Regions from separate parts of the Macaca mulatta genome. Here region 2 is linked to region 1. The links are chromatin contacts, called in public Hi-C maps. All regions are on one chromosome and are shown on one strand. The core of a region is the stretch at or near the end of the contact, and the rest is flanking DNA. Distances in the headings are between cores, read along the strand shown. Region 1 holds the start of CREB3 (cAMP responsive element binding protein 3). Region 2 holds the start of TESK1 (testis associated actin remodelling kinase 1).

Region 1 (7,543 bases), core at 1,182-3,681:
TGGGAAGACAGGGTGTAGAAAAAGGATGCTGGTGATGACGGTGTTGGGAAAAATACCTATACATAAGATACATATATGACCAGTCATTGGATCAGGTTGGGGGAAGGGGAATGATTACATAGATGGTGGCTAAGTCAGGGAATGATGGGGTGAGGTCAGAGGCCAGGTCAGGCTATAGGAGGTTGAGAAGAGATAGGCCTGTGGTCAGTGGCTAAATTAGACTGGGGTGGGGGTGGGAAAGTGAAGGGACATTGTCAATGTCTAAGTAAACTGGAGCTGGGATGGGGGATGGGGGATAGGGTATAGCCAGTGGCTGGGTCAGGCTGAGTAGAGGACAGTGCTGTGGTCAGTGGCAGGGTCAGGCTGGGAGTGAAATGGGGGTGTGGTCAGTGGCCTGGCTGGGCGTGGGATCAGCAAGACCCAGTTTCCTCTTTGGGTCTCGTTTCCTCTTTTCTGTTGGGGAGTGGGGGAAGGGGATCTACAAATGGTCCAAGAAATTAAAAGAGGCTTAGATCTAGGGGGTGGCACACAGCAGGGGCTGGGAGTAGGGTATTCAGCTGATGACCAGGTGGAATGTAGGTACATGACTGGGTGAAAATGGTAGGAGAGTAATTTAAAATGATGGGAAAGCTCAGGTTATGATGAGGCTAAATTCAGGTAGGATGTGCGGATTAAGGGTTGGTGAGGGAGGTAGAACTGAGGATGGGAACGGATGATAAGATGAGCATGGGACAGTTAAAGGCAAGGGAAGTATTTTGTAAGGGGATAGTCAGGATGGATGTGAAATGCAGAGTCAGGGATGAGAGTTGGAGAGGAGGCCTTAATACCTAGAGAACAAGTGAAGTGGGAGACAGCAAAGCTAAACTTTCAGGGGATTCAGTTATTTCCTTCTCCCGTGGCAACAGTGATTCCTTGGTCAGCTTCCCCCATAGTCAACAGCTCCTTCTTCCCTAGGCAGTCTCCAACTTGTGACTAGGCCTTGTACATCCTGGGTCCCTATTTCCCACCTATGTTGTATGTAAACAACATAGTCCAGAATCTCTGTCCCCTAACTGTGGTGGCCACAGCAAGGGCCTTAGGCTTAGAGAATGGAATAAAGATGCTGGAATCCCAGATGCCTGCAATAAGCCAGAACACTAGCCTGAAATTAGTTTGTTATCTCTCTGGGTGAAAAGAAGCCCCTGTAACTACACAGGAATAAAGGACTTCCCTACAAAAGAAGGGCATTTACCTACTGCCAACCTCTTAAATTTCATCTGCTCAAGGCCAACTATGCTAGCCTCAATTACAACCCCTAAAGTTGCCCCAAATTCCTAACATTAACCCCACCTCTAATTTGTTTCCTGATTCCCACTACCGGCTTGGACATTCATCCCTTTCCCAGCAGAGACTCATATCCAATCCCTGATCCCTGATACTGATCTAAGTTTTACCTTTAGCACCAAATCGCCTGATGTTAACCCTAAATGTTGACCCCTAAGCCTAAAGTTCATTTGTAACTTGATTCCTAACTCACGCTTTCACTGTTTATCCTTAATACCGACCATGTCAACATTCTTTAATCCCTCAAACAGGCTCTAACCTGATTCCTGTTGTTGACCCTTAACCCGACCCTGAACTCAAATTATGACGTATGATGGCCATCCCAGCAAACAAAATAATGACCTTAATCTAAACCTTACCTACCTAAAACGGACCTGACTCACACTACTAACTCTTAAGTTTTAACCCCAGCTTTTAACTCCTATAGCGACCCTTGATTCCTAAACGGACCCCACCTAATCCCCAACTCACCCAAAGCTTTCCTACCCACATGGCCGCTATCAGCTAACACCAAAGCCCGTCCCCGTCCTGCGCCCCGCTGCTACCCGACTCCTCACGCTCCCCAAAGCCTATCCCAGGCAGAGGACTGCCCCCAGGAGAGGCCTGTCTCCCCTAAGACGGCCTACTTCACGATGAGCCCAAGTTGAGATGCGCTGGACGCTGACCTCTCCAACTAACAGGACCCGAACCGGACACGCAGGAGAGGCAGGGCCCCGCCCGCCCCCGGGGCCAGGCTCCGCGGCCCCACCCTAAGGCCCCCGCCCGGCCCGGTCTGGCCTACCTGCGCTGCCCGGCTCTGCGCCCCGCCTGCCGGCCCGCCGGCCCGCTGCCCTGCCGCTTCTCGGGTCGCCCTCGGGCTCCGGCCTCGCCCTCCCTTCGACACTCTCTCGGCCACTTCCGTCCTGGGAACGTCCCCCACCCGCGGGCGGCGCCCTGGGGCAGCGCTCTATGGTCGCGGGGGGCAGGCAGGAAGCTGCTCTGGCCGCGTTCTCGATGCTCGGGGGCCGCCAAAGGCCGGCAGCCCCTCCCTGGCAGGAAGCGAGGGTGCGGCGCAATCCGGAGAGAACGCCAAGACGACGCCCGAGTTCCCTTTCAGGCCAGAACTCTTCCTTTTTCTAGCTTGGGGGAGAAGGCGGAGCCGGAGCCCCGGAACCCCCGCCCTCGGGGTGCGAGGCGGCAGCAGGGCCGTCCCCTACATTTGCATAGCCCCTGGGACGTGGCGCGGCACCCAGGCCTCTTCTCAGTTGGAGGGAACTCCAAGTCCCACAGTGCCACGGGGTGGGGTGCGTCACTTTCGCTGCGTTGGAGGCTGAGGAGAATTGAGCCTGGGAGGCGGGTCCGGAGAGGGCTACGGAAAGCCCCCGGCCGGGAAGCCCGGCCGTAGAGGGACAGTGGATAGGTGCCCGAGGCCTACAGCTGGCCTGGGGCTCGTGTCTGGGCTTCGGACGTTGGGGCCCGGTAGCCCACCCTTTCCGTAGTTGTCCCAAATGGAGCTGGAATTGGACGCTGGTGACCAAGACCTACTGGGCTTCCTGCTAGAGGAAAGTGGAGATTTGAGGACGGCGCCCGATGAGTCCGTGAGGGCCCCACTGGACTGGGAGCTGCCGCTTTCTGAGGTGCGTTGGGGTTCTGACTGGGGAAAGCGTGGGATGTCCATGAGGTCAGGGGATGGTGATAGGTCAAGGCCTGTTCACTGGAACCCTGCGCAGGTACCGAGCGACTGGGAGGTAGATGATTTGCTGAGCTCCCTGCTGAGTCCCCCAGCGTCGTCGTTGAACGTTCTCAGCAACTCCAACCCCTGCCTTGTCCACCATGACCACACCTACTCCCTCCCACGAGAACCTGTCTCTATGGATCTAGGTGAGTCTGAAATAAGTTTGGGGGGAGGACAGGGTTCATGGGCCTGGCTATTCATACGTTCCCTTTTGCAGAGAGTGAGAGCTGTAGAAAAGAGGGGACCCAGATGACTCCACAGCATATGGAGGAGCTGGCAGAGCAGGTACTTGACTTGATTTTCAGGATGATTACTCTCACATTCCTCAGGTGGGGGCAGGATTCCCCATTCCTCTGTGACATCCCCATGCAACTGCCGCCCACTTTCTGGTTACCCTAGGATATTGTTAGGCTGGTACTGACAGATGAGGAGAAGAGTCTATTGGAGAAGGAGGGGCTTATTCTGCCTGAGACACTTCCTCTCACTAAGGTAAGACTCTCGTTAGTTGAGCAAAGGCTGAAAAGGGATTAAAAGTCTCAAGTAGGCCAATTCTGTTAACTTTATATCAATAACTTTAAAAAAGGATTGAGGTGAGAAACTTAGCAGATTTATTGCTAATAGGAAGTTGAGGCAGGTACCCAATATGCTAGATGCAAGGCAGATCCTCATTTTCGTTGGGCTTACACAAATTTTGGTGTTCTGTTAAAAAACAAACAAAAAAAACCCTCAAAATTATCAGTGCAACATTAGTATTGGGCCTTGGAAAGGACTGTGTAAGTGAAGGGCCTTGACACTTCATTGGCTTCATAGTAATCCACCTCTTGCTGAATGGTAGAACTGTTTAGAGAGTTCAACACGATTGGACTAAGCAGTACATGAATAAATGCAAAATCCTTAGTTTCCAGTTTTAAGCAATCAGTGGCAACTTCACAAGCAGAGTACTGGGATACTATGATGAAATCAGTGCTCATTAATAGAAAAGTTCCAGGAATTTTTTTTTTTTTTTGACAAGGTCTTGTTCTGTTGCACAGGCTGGAGTGCAGTGATGTGATCATGGCACACTGCAGCCTTGAATTTCTGGGCTTAGGTGATTCTCCCACCTCAGCCTCCTGAGTAGCTGAGACTACAGGTGCACACCACCCTGCCTGGCAAATTTTTTTTTTGGTGTTTTTAGTAGAGATGGGGTTTTGCCTTGTTGCCAGGCTGGTCTTGAACGCCTGTGCTCAAGTGATCTACCCACCTTGGCCTCCAAAAGTAAAGAATTTTAATTCCTTCAAAGTACAAGATGAGTCAGCAGTGCGATGTGGCTACTAGGAAAGTTAATGGGATTTGGAAACTGTAGCAAGAGTTATTGTCTCCACAAGTCACTATCTTGCTTTCCTTTATACTGGCTAGAGCACATCTTTGACAGATACTAAGAAGATGCAGTCTATCCTAAGAAGATGAGTTAAAATTTTTGTCTAAGCTGTTTTTTTCTTGAACTTTTTTTCTCTGAGGAAATGTCAAATGCCTGAAAATAGCTAAACAGGGTTCATTCTATTTGGCCCCAGAGATACTAGGTAAGTCCAACGTATAGAAATTATAAGGAGACAGCTGTTGGTTCAGGATAAGGAAGTTTTTGTTTGAAGACAGATTCTTGCTTTACTGCCCAGGTTGGAGAATAGTGGTGAGATCATGGCTCACTACAGCTTTGACCTCTCAGGCTCAAGCGATTGTCCTTCCTCAGCCTCCTGAGGAGCAGGGACCACAGGCATGTGCCACCACACCCGGCTAATTTATTTTTAGTAGAGACAAGGTCTCACTGTGTTGCTCAGGCTGGTCTCAAACTCCTGGGCTCAAGCGGTCCTCCTGCCTTAGCTCCCCAAAGTGTTGGGATTACAGGCATGAGCCATGTCACTTGAATATTGCCTGACCAATTTTTTTTTTTAATAGTTTAAAATGGTCTGGCTTGTTAGGGTTAACACATGGTCCGTGGAGGCATTCAGAAAGAATGTGAATGCCTATTGGTCAGGGAAGCTGTAGAAGGGATTTCTGTATTGGAAAGAGATGGATCTCAGTTGCCTTTCAACTTCTTGTTCTAGAGTCCCTCTAATGATACCCCTTTCCTTGTTTCCTTTCAGATGGAGGAACAAATTCTGAAACGTGTGCGGAGGAAGATTCGAAATAAAAGATCTGCTCAAGAGAGCCGCAGGAAAAAGAAGGTGTATGTTGGGGGTTTAGAGAGCAGGTATGAAAGGGAGAGGGACTCAGTTTTAAGTGTTAGGTTTTTGAAGGGAGGACACAGGCCATATCCCCATATCTTTGTTATTTCCCCCAGGGTCTTGAAATACACAGCCCAGAATATGGAGCTTCAGAACAAAGTACAGCTTCTGGAGGAACAGAATTTGTAAGTATCCCTCCAAACCATTCCCTTCCTACGCTCCTCATTTAATGTTTTCTCACTCTTTCCCCTGCCCTACACTTGATTTCTAACAGGGTGGCTGCCTTCACTAGGTCTCTGATTCTAAGAAGCTCACAGTAGTGGGGAATATATTTATAAGTAACTGAGAATAAGCTAAGTACCTAGAAAAAGAAAGGGGGTAAGAAAGACCTCATGGGCTTTCATAGGATTCTGGGGTTGGGTTGGGAAAGCATTCTAGGCAGAGAGAAAGCATCCTAGGCAAGAGGATTAGCCCAGCATAGTCCTCTTGGGCTGGAACACATGTGAGCTGGGACAGAAGGTAGAGAACGTAGAGAATGCCCGGTGAGGATTATGTGCATAGCTGATCAGACAATGGGGAACTACTGATGATATTTGCAAAGGAGGTTAAGTCCTGGAAGAGTTTGTTTTGTTTTGTTTTTGCTTTTTTTGTTTGTTTTAATGAGGAACTTCAGGCATTTTTTCCAGAGTGGAAGAAGTCGTTTGCAAAAATAGAATGAAAAGTAAGAGAGAGGATCCAGTGCAGAGATGGAGGAGGTGGCCTGAACAGGAGTTTCACTGTGTCTCAGGGTGCTAGGCCAGGGGATGCTCACCATTGGCCCCTCTCTTCCTCTAGGTCCCTTCTGCATCAACTGAGGAAACTCCAGGCCATGGTGATTGAGATATCAAACAAAACGAGCAGTAGCAGCACCTGCATCTTGGTGAGGATAGTGATGAGGGGAGAAATTCTTTTCTCAGTTGCTGGGGACAGTTGTGCAATCCAGAGCCCTTCTTCATCTCCTTTTTCCTCTGCTGTAGGTCCTACTAGTCTCCTTCTGCCTCCTCCTTGTACCTGCTATGTACTCCTCTGACACAAGGGGGAGCCTGCCAGCTGAGCATGGAGGTAAGAGGCTTAAGGATAGCTCTCAGACATGGGCAAGGGGAGAGGCCTGGGTTGGCCTCTGAAGATTCTTTGTCTCCTCAGTGTTGTCCCGCCAGCTTCGTGCCCTCCCCAGTGAGAACCCTTACCAGCTGGAGTTGCCTGCCCTGCAGTCAGAGGTGCCAAAAGACTGCACACACCAGTGGCTGGACAGCTCAGACCACGTACTCCAGGCCCCTGGCAACTCTTCCTGCCTACTGTACTACATGCCTCAGGCTCCCAGTGCAGAGCCTCCCCTGGAGTGGCCATTCCCTGACCTCTTCTCAGAGCCTCTCTGCCGAGGTCCCATCCTCCCCCTGCAGGCAAATCTCACAAGGAAGGGGGGATGGCTTCCTACCGGTAGCCCCTCTGTCATCTTGCAGGACAGATACTCAGGCTAGATATGAGGATATGTGGGGGGGGTCTCAGCAAGAGCTTGTGGGGCTCCCCATCTGTGTCCAAATAAAAAGGGGTGGGCGAGGGCTGGCTGCAGCTCCTATGCCCTATCAGGAGGACTGAGGGCTCAAACACACCACACTTACTGGCTTTCTGGGTCTTTTATTTGTACCCATGTGTCTCACCCCATGAATGTACCTGGGGAAATCAACTGACCTCCCTGAACATTTCATGCAGTGAGGGAACGGGTGAGGAAAGAAATAAATAAGTGATTCTAATGCTGCCTAGGTCACCCTCAACCCCCATTTACTGGCACAACTGGGTGGGGAGAAGGGAAGGGGTATGATTGTCCTGATGGCTCAGGGTTGCAGAAGGTTCAGAGGGGAAGGAGGAAAGGCCAGGCTGGAGGCTGGGCTATTAGTGCTTTCCTCCCACAGTTCAGACGGTTCACTCTGGGCTCACGTTTGCCATGGCTTCCTTTGGTCCAAACATAGGCCCTGTCCTTAGTCCTGTGCCCTGTTCGACTTTTGGCCTGGAGGCCTTTTTGTGCTGCTGCTGTTGCAGGGCTAGCTGCATGGCCCAGATGCTCAGTGGCCGCATGTAGGCCAGTGAGCGGAACACCCGCTGCTGGCAGTATGCCTCTGGGGTCTGGAAGGCCAGACCCAGGCGCTCCCACACGGTACGGTAGCAGCCTTCAGCTGTCTGGAAGCCCTCCCAAGTCAGGCCCTGTTGGGAGAGATGACAGTCATACATACTAACTTGCACCCTCTGAATAGCCATTTCCACTGGATAG
Region 2 (7,488 bases), core at 1,650-4,149, 130 kb before region 1:
GACAGACAGACAGACATATCACCTGTAAAGTACAGGCCTAATGGATTTTGATTCAAATAAACAATTTTTAAAAATCAAACGTAAGACAGTGGGGGAAATGTAAACAACTGGATGCTTGATGATATGAAGGAACTATCGTTATTTTTTGGTGTGACAATACTGTGATTTGGTTTTAAAGAAGAATCCTTATCATTTAGAGATAACATACTGAAAAGTTTACAGGATGAAATGATATGTCAGAAATATACACAAATACGGAGTGAGGAAGAGGGCACGGGTATAGATGAAACAAGATTGGCCATGAATTGCTCATTGGAGAATCACTGGTATAGAAGGGTAAATGAAAGCGGTACTTTCACCTAGGCCAGGTCAAATATGACAACAGTACAACTGAGGCAAAGGCAAACCAATTTTGCACTATGGGTTTCCAACAAAATGGTCTTACTAATCCAACGTAAATAAACATTCATTATTCTATTCTGCGTGTGTGTATGTGTTAAGACATTTTCCATCATAAAAAGTCTGAAAAACAACAACAAAAGGTTTTTTTTTGAGACAGAGTCCCACTCTTGTCGCCTAGACTGGAGTGTAATGGCGCGATCTTGGCTCACTGCAATCTCCGCCTCCCGGGTTTAAGCGATTCACCTGCCTCAGACTCCCAAGTAGCTGGGATTACAGGTGCCCGCCACCTCGTCACGCTAATTTTTTTGTATTTTTAGTAGAGACGGGGTTTCACTATGTTGGCCAGGCTGGTCTCATCTTCTCCTGATTGAACCACAGACACAGCCTCCTTCCTAATCAGTGTTGGCCAGGCTGGTCTCATCCTCTCCTGATTAAACCACAGTCACAGCCTCCTTCCTAATCAGTCTCCCTGCCTCCATACAACCACCGCAATCATCTTTCCAAAATAGGCATCTGGCTCTTTGGCTTGGAATTACCATTACTATTACAGTAATTCTCAAACATGATAAAGGGCCAGAACCCAATATCGGTTAAAAGATCTATGATATTACTTAAACAAAATGAGGCATAAATTCCTAGTGTTTACAGATGTCATACAACAATAGAAAGCAAATTCACAAATAGTTGTAGATGTTAGCATTAAATATGATGAATGAGCGTGTGCTGAGACCAAACGCCTCCAGAAAAAAGAACAGGATGCATGTGCCCTGGGCAATTCTGAGGCTGGCCTGCCTCCACCGGCTGTGGAAGGATTGCGAACGTCTCCCTTCCTCTCGCTCCAAACTTGTGCAATACCTTCCCTTGTACGGCGCACCAAGACAGCATCTGGCCTTCTCTTGACTCTAAGGCATCATGTATCATTTATGACCGTCTTTATTCTTTTCTCAGTAGCCCTCGACAACTGAGTAGTACTTCTTGGCTCCAACTCTCATAAACGTGTAACCAGACTCCATTGGAAGACGGTAACCCCACGCGATACGGACTGTGCTTGTATTAATTTTCTTTTAAGGTTACTACAGAAATATTAATACAGTACTTGAGAATTCCTGACGGACGCAGCCTCGCTTCCTCAGCTCTCTCAGCCGGCCTCCGCACCCGGTACCGCAGCTTTCACTCCCGCCGCCTACCGTTCCGCCGCTAGGGGGCAAGCGGCTCAACGACGCCCATTTAAACCGTTTGCCCCGGAGTGGCCTGCCGGGATCGCGTGTCACCACCCAACCCTGGCGATGATTGGCTATTTTGCCGAGGCCGGAGGCGGAGCCAGCGGCAGAACCGGAAGTACCTGGTACGGCAAGTGCACAGAGTCCGCAGACTGCATGCGCACCCGGGCACCGCGCCGACTTAAAGAGGCCAGTTGCAGCCCCTCCTCTGGCCTGAGGGGACAGACCGTGTTCCTACGTGGAGGGCGGAACCCTCACACTGAGGAGGGCTGGGTCACACTGAGGGGAGGAGTCACCTTGAGAGGAGGGGTCACAATGACTTAGTGGAGTCACTCGGAGGTGGGGTCTCACTGCGTGGGAGGAACACAGAGCAAGGGGGTGCAGCACTGAGGGGTTCTGACACACACTGACGGTGGCAGTGCCACACTGGGGAAAAGTGCTCCCGAAAGGGAGGTGTCTCCGAGAGAAAGCGTTCTTTGAGGGGGTGGGATCTTGCGGAAGGAGGGGCTTCCCTGCAGGTGGTGGCTTCTCTCTTAGAGTCATTTGGACAAAGTAATAAGAGGGAGATCCCGGCTGGGTAGTCACAGGGCGGAGGACCTGGACTCTCTTCTTTATTGGGAGACGGCAGGATGAAGTGAGGAGTCGGAGCTAAGCTGGGTATGGGCCGGTCAAAGGCTCCCTATAGCCCCGAGGTATCACAACCTCCCGTGAAGGTAGAAGGTGTTAGGGAGGCCAGAGGTTCAAGGTGTCGGAGTCGAAGAGACCTGGGAAATGGGCAGGCTGGGCCGCGGCGCAGGCCAGGAAGGTGGACAGGTTGCTGGGCTGCCTCAGATTGCGACTGGGCCTGAGGGGCCTACGTTTCTGCCCCATTGGTCCCTGGAGCCCAAGAATCCGGCAGGTTTCTGAGCCCGACCCACAACGGACAGTCCCAGGGAGGACAGGGGACTCCCTGGGCAGCTAAGCTTCGCATGCGCACCATCAGCCCTTAATTCCCTTTCGTTATTCAAGTTCAGGCCTGAGCTTATTTGACCCGGGCGGCCCAGGGCCTCGCGGCCGGAGAGCGGGGAGGCGGGGGTGCGCACCTGAGGGGGCGTGGCCGCTGCCGGGAGGCCGGGCTGGAAGGAGTTAAGCGGAGGCCCGGCCCAGCCCCGCCCCCGGCAGGCCGCGGAGCCTGAGCCCCGGCGGCTAAGCGGAGCAGCCGCCGCCCGCCCGCCCGCCCGCCCGCCTCCGCCCGCGGCGAGCTAGCCCGCCGGCGCCCGGGAGCGCTGCCGCCACCGTCGCCGCCACCGTCACCGCCACTGCCCGGTCCAGGCCCAAGCCCAGGCCTACGCAGAGCGGAGCGGCGCGGCGTCCACCCGGGCCCAGCTAGCCGGCGCGGCGGGGGCGGGTCCAGGATCTTCGGCTGATCTTCATTCTCAAGGCGGGAGCGGGAGTCCGGGCGCCCAGGATCTGGCTGGGCCCGCGCCCATGGCAAGCGCGGCCTGCCCGGGCCCCGGGGACCCTGCCATGTGAGGCAGGCCCGGGCTGGGGGCCCGGCCATGGCCGGGGAACGGCCCCCACTGCGGGGCCCTGGGCCCGGGCCTGGAGAGGTGCCGGGGGAGGGGCCCCCGGGGCCGGGGGGCGCGGGCGGAGGCCCGGGCCGCGGCCGCCCCTCCTCCTACCGGGCTCTCCGCAGCGCCGTGTCTAGCCTGGCCCGTGTGGACGATTTTCACTGCGCGGAGAAGATCGGGGCCGGCTTCTTCTCTGAGGTCTACAAGGTAGGACCGGCCGAGAGGGCAGAGGGGCGGGACCGAGCCTTCAACCAGAGGCTGCAACTAGGGGGCCGGGAGTGCGGGGAAGAGGGTCCAGACTCGGGCGACCCTCCCGACCTGCCCGACCCTCGCCGGCCGCCCCCGCCCCCAGGTTCGGCACCGACAGTCAGGGCAAGTCATGGTGCTGAAGATGAACAAGCTCCCCAGTAACCGGGGCAACACACTACGAGAAGTGCAACTGATGAACCGGCTCAGGCACCCCAACATCCTAAGGTAAGCGGCCCCAGTCTCTGGGCAGCTTGCTGGGCGGGAGAGAAAAGGAAAGATCCCGCGGGAAACGTGGAACTGAGGAGGAGCTGAGGCCCTTAACAGCCTACCCTTCTATCTTCCCCCTTCTCTGGCAGGTTCATGGGGGTCTGTGTGCACCAGGGACAGCTGCACGCTCTTACAGAGGTGAGGATAGACCAGGAAGGAGGGATCCCCACCCCCCCTTCACCCCCAAGGATAAAGGCAGTGAACAGGCCTGGTGGATCTACGGAGGACTAGTGAGAGGCAACAGGATCTCCTCCCAGGGGAGGCTTTCCTGAACTTCCCTTTAGGCAAACCACGTATAAAAGGCCTCAGCTGGTCTTATTCTCTGTATCCCCTAGAATAGTGCTGTCCAATAGAATTTTCTTCAGTGATGGAAATGTTCTCTATCTGTGCTGTCCTATACAGTAGCCACTAGCCACATGTGGTTAAATTTAAATTATGTTAATTGTTTAGATTTTTTTTGTGGGTCAACTTGATTAAATTTTAAAAATTTTAAATTATTTAAGTTGTTGCACATGGCTAATGGCTACTGAGTTGAACAGGGCAACCCTAGAACATGGATGGAGGGTCCTACAGCACAATCTTACCCCTCTGACCTCTGTGATCCTCCGGAGTGTCCCCTAGCTTATAAGTGGGGGACCTAGAATACAGACTGAAGTCTGACATCCATTCCCATTCTCCTCCTATGCACCAGTATATGAATGGGGGGACCTTGGAACAGCTGCTCAGCTCCCCTGAACCCCTATCCTGGCCTGTCAGGCTCCGCCTGGCCCTGGACATTGCCCGAGGCCTGCGGTACCTGCACTCCAAAGGTGTATTTCACCGGGACCTTACATCCAAGGTAGGCTAGTGGGGTGGGTGGAGGCATGAAAGAGGGTTTGAGACTATTAGGTTGTAACTGTCCTGTGGACATTGGAATGTGGATAACAGATATATTAGGATGTTGGAGTGGCGAGGCATTGGAGAATATTGGGGGACCAGGGTGAGGGGAGTGCTCGGAGGGACTGAATAGCACCCTGTGTTTGGAGTGTTGGGTGATGTTGCGATATTGAAGTGCCTTGAAAAACTGGGAGAGCAGAGAGGGTTGGGGTTATGCTGGAGTGACAGGGCTTTGGGTTATACATTGGGAGGCCAGAGGGCAGAAGGTGATGAGTGCTTGGGGATACTATGTGTGTGTGTGTCAGAACTGTCTAGTCCGACGGGAAGATCGAGGCTTCACCGCTGTCGTGGGTGACTTCGGGCTGGCTGAAAAGATTCCTGTGTATAGGTGAGGTGAATGTCCCTGTTCCCCCCAAATCTCCCAGAGTGCCCCTATCTGATGTCCCCAGAGCCCCAGCGATGTTTCCCTTGGGGAGAGAAGGGAGTTCACCTCATCCCCTTTTCCCTGGGGGAGATGCCTGAGTAGGATGTTTCTGACCACCCTGCCCCTGCCCCTGCAGGGAGGGGGCAAGAAAGGAGCCATTGGCTGTGGTGGGCTCCCCATACTGGATGGCTCCAGAGGTGTTACGGGGTGAGCTGTATGATGAGAAGGTGAGACATCAACCCTTCAGATCCCCAAGGCCTTCCGAGACCCTTGAGGTTTTCTCATAAAGCCCCATCCATCCCCAAAACAACCCTACCAGATCTTCAGGAGTCCCCAAGATCCCTTTGCCCCTCACAGGCACCCTTCCAACACATGAAAACTGTCAAGATCCCCCACCCTCAACCAAATTCAGCTATATTCTGTCAAAATTCTGAAATGAAAACTGTTAATTCTTCCACAACACTGTTATCTCTGACCCCCAGGCTGATGTCTTTGCCTTCGGAATTGTCCTCTGTGAGCTCATCGCCCGAGTACCTGCAGACCCTGACTACCTACCACGCACTGAGGTGAATGTCTCCAGGTTTGCAAACGAAGAACTCCAGACTAGCCGGCTCATAACCAAGGAGGATTCCCTAGAGGTTGAGGTTCTGACTGGGGAGCAGAAGGAGAACCCAAGAAAAGCTGACTTGGAGATTCCTCCTTCTGTCCCCACAGGACTTTGGCCTGGATGTGCCTGCCTTCCGAACTCTAGTGGGGGATGACTGTCCACTGCCTTTCCTGCTTCTGGCCATCCACTGCTGCAGCGTAAGATCCTCACAGCCTTTCCGCTCCACCCTGCCCCCATCTATAAGCTGCCATGGCTGCCCTATGGGACCCAGGTGATGGGGGGAAACTCAGAGACCCTGTTTCGGAGCACTGAGTGAAGCCATTCCCGTCTCTACCCATCAGCTGGAACCCAGCACCCGTGCCCCCTTCACCGAAATTACCCAGCACCTGGAATGGATCCTGGAGCAGCTGCCTGAGCCAGCCCCACTCACCAGGACTCCCCTGACACACAATCAGGGTAAGTGAGCATGACCTTGACCCAGCTTAAGTCCTTTGGCCTTTCTCATCCTTAAAACTCAGAGATGACATGGAGGAGGCTAAATATATTTATTAGTTGAAAAGGCTGGCGGTCGGGCTGGGGTAGGGTGGGAGGACATCTCAAAGAAGACAGTTTCCTAATGCTAAAGCTTGAGGGAGGGGAGGGGAACAAGTAAAAGGGGCCTGGAGATGACATCGCCCCTTTCCAAAGCACCAGGTGGGACTCCCTTTTTCAAGCTCTAGTCCCACCAGCCTCCGGGAGAATAGTGAGGCCCTCAAGAAGCTGTGATCAAATGCTGAGGACAGTGATTCCAGACTTCTCTGTCTACAGGCTCTGTTCCAAGAGGGGGTCCCTCTGCCACGCTTCCTAGGCCAGACCCCCGGCTTTCCCGAAGCCGGTCAGACCTCTTCCTGCCCCCATCACCAGAATCAACCCCAAACTGGGGTGACAATCTGACTCGAGTCAACCCCTTCTCACTACGGGAAGACCTCAGGGGTGGCAAGATCAAGCTTTTGGACACACCCAGCAAGCCAGTCCTGCCTCTTGTGCCACCATCGCCATTCCCCTCCACTCAGCTGCCCTTGGTGACCACCCCAGAGACGCTGGTCCAGCCTGGAACACCTGCCCGCCGCTGCCGCTCACTACCTTCATCCCCTGAGCTCCCCCGCCGTATGGAGACAGCACTTCCAGGTCCTGGCCCTCCCCCCGTGGGCCCCTCGGCTGAAGAGAAGATGGAGTGTGAGGGCAGCAGCCCTGAGCCGGAACCTCCAGGACCAGCGCCCCAGCTGCCTCTGGCTGTGGCCACAGACAACTTCATCAGCACCTGTTCCTCGGCCACCCAACCCTGGTCCCCTAGATCAGGACCTGTCCTCAATAACAATCCCCCAGCTGTGGTGGTGAACTCCCCACAAGGCTGGGCTGGGGAGCCCTGGAACCGGGCCCAGCATAGCCTGCCCCGGGCGGCAGCCCTGGAGCGGACAGAACCCTCGCCACCCCCTTCAGCTCCCCGGGAGCCTGATGAGGGGCTGCCCTGTCCTGGCTGCTGCCTCGGCCCCTTCAGCTTTGGCTTCCTGTCCATGTGCCCCCGCCCCACACCAGCTGTTGCCCGCTACCGCAACCTGAACTGTGAGGCGGGCAGTCTCCTCTGCCACCGAGGGCACCATGCCAAGCCACCCACACCCAGCCTGCAACTGCCCGGGGCACGCTCTTAGCATTGGAGCCTGTGGTCTCAGGCCTCCAACTTTGGCCTTCAGGACACCCTGTAAGAACAGAGCACACTTGCTGGACAGTGCCAGTTCCAGATGGGCTGACCGGCTCTTCTCCCTGTGTAGGGGAGCCCCAGCATGGACTCGAGGGACAGAGCACTTCCAGTTCAATCCCCGGCTCGTGTTCCCATGGGGATCACTGAACCAGACA

The links. Hi-C and Micro-C count contacts between places; a contact is called where the count stands out from the background.
Region 2: a contact with region 1 is called in a Hi-C map of fetal cortex germinal zone, with 1.8 times the contacts expected there. The contact joins the promoter of TESK1 here to the promoter of CREB3 in region 1. A contact is called at or near these places in 2 of 14 Hi-C or Micro-C datasets (fetal cortex germinal zone and fetal cortical plate).

Annotation. Positions count from the first base shown.
Region 1 is chr15:63,959,619-63,967,161 of T2T-MMU8v2.0, reverse strand. CREB3 (cAMP responsive element binding protein 3) reads left to right here and starts at 2,431. Exons shown (of 9, transcript NM_001265647.1): 1 at 2,431-2,939; 2 at 3,033-3,183; 3 at 3,255-3,322; 4 at 3,437-3,526; 5 at 5,158-5,264; 6 at 5,355-5,423; 7 at 6,073-6,157; 8 at 6,255-6,339; 9 at 6,421-6,777. The coding sequence starts at 2,811. The coding sequence ends at 6,755. It overlaps TLN1 (talin 1), which reads right to left and starts at 2,233. Exons shown (of 58, transcript XM_077965731.1): 1 at 2,105-2,233. It overlaps GBA2 (glucosylceramidase beta 2), which reads right to left. Exons shown (of 17, transcript XM_077965760.1): 17 at 6,897-7,543.
Region 2 is chr15:64,088,211-64,095,698 of T2T-MMU8v2.0, reverse strand. TESK1 (testis associated actin remodelling kinase 1) reads left to right here and starts at 2,899. Exons shown (of 10, transcript NM_001265761.1): 1 at 2,899-3,379; 2 at 3,525-3,646; 3 at 3,778-3,826; 4 at 4,380-4,526; 5 at 4,870-4,952; 6 at 5,125-5,215; 7 at 5,471-5,554; 8 at 5,703-5,792; 9 at 5,937-6,051; 10 at 6,403-7,488. The coding sequence starts at 3,161. The coding sequence ends at 7,283. MIR4667 (microRNA mir-4667) reads left to right here and starts at 5,619; the gene lies at 5,619-5,730.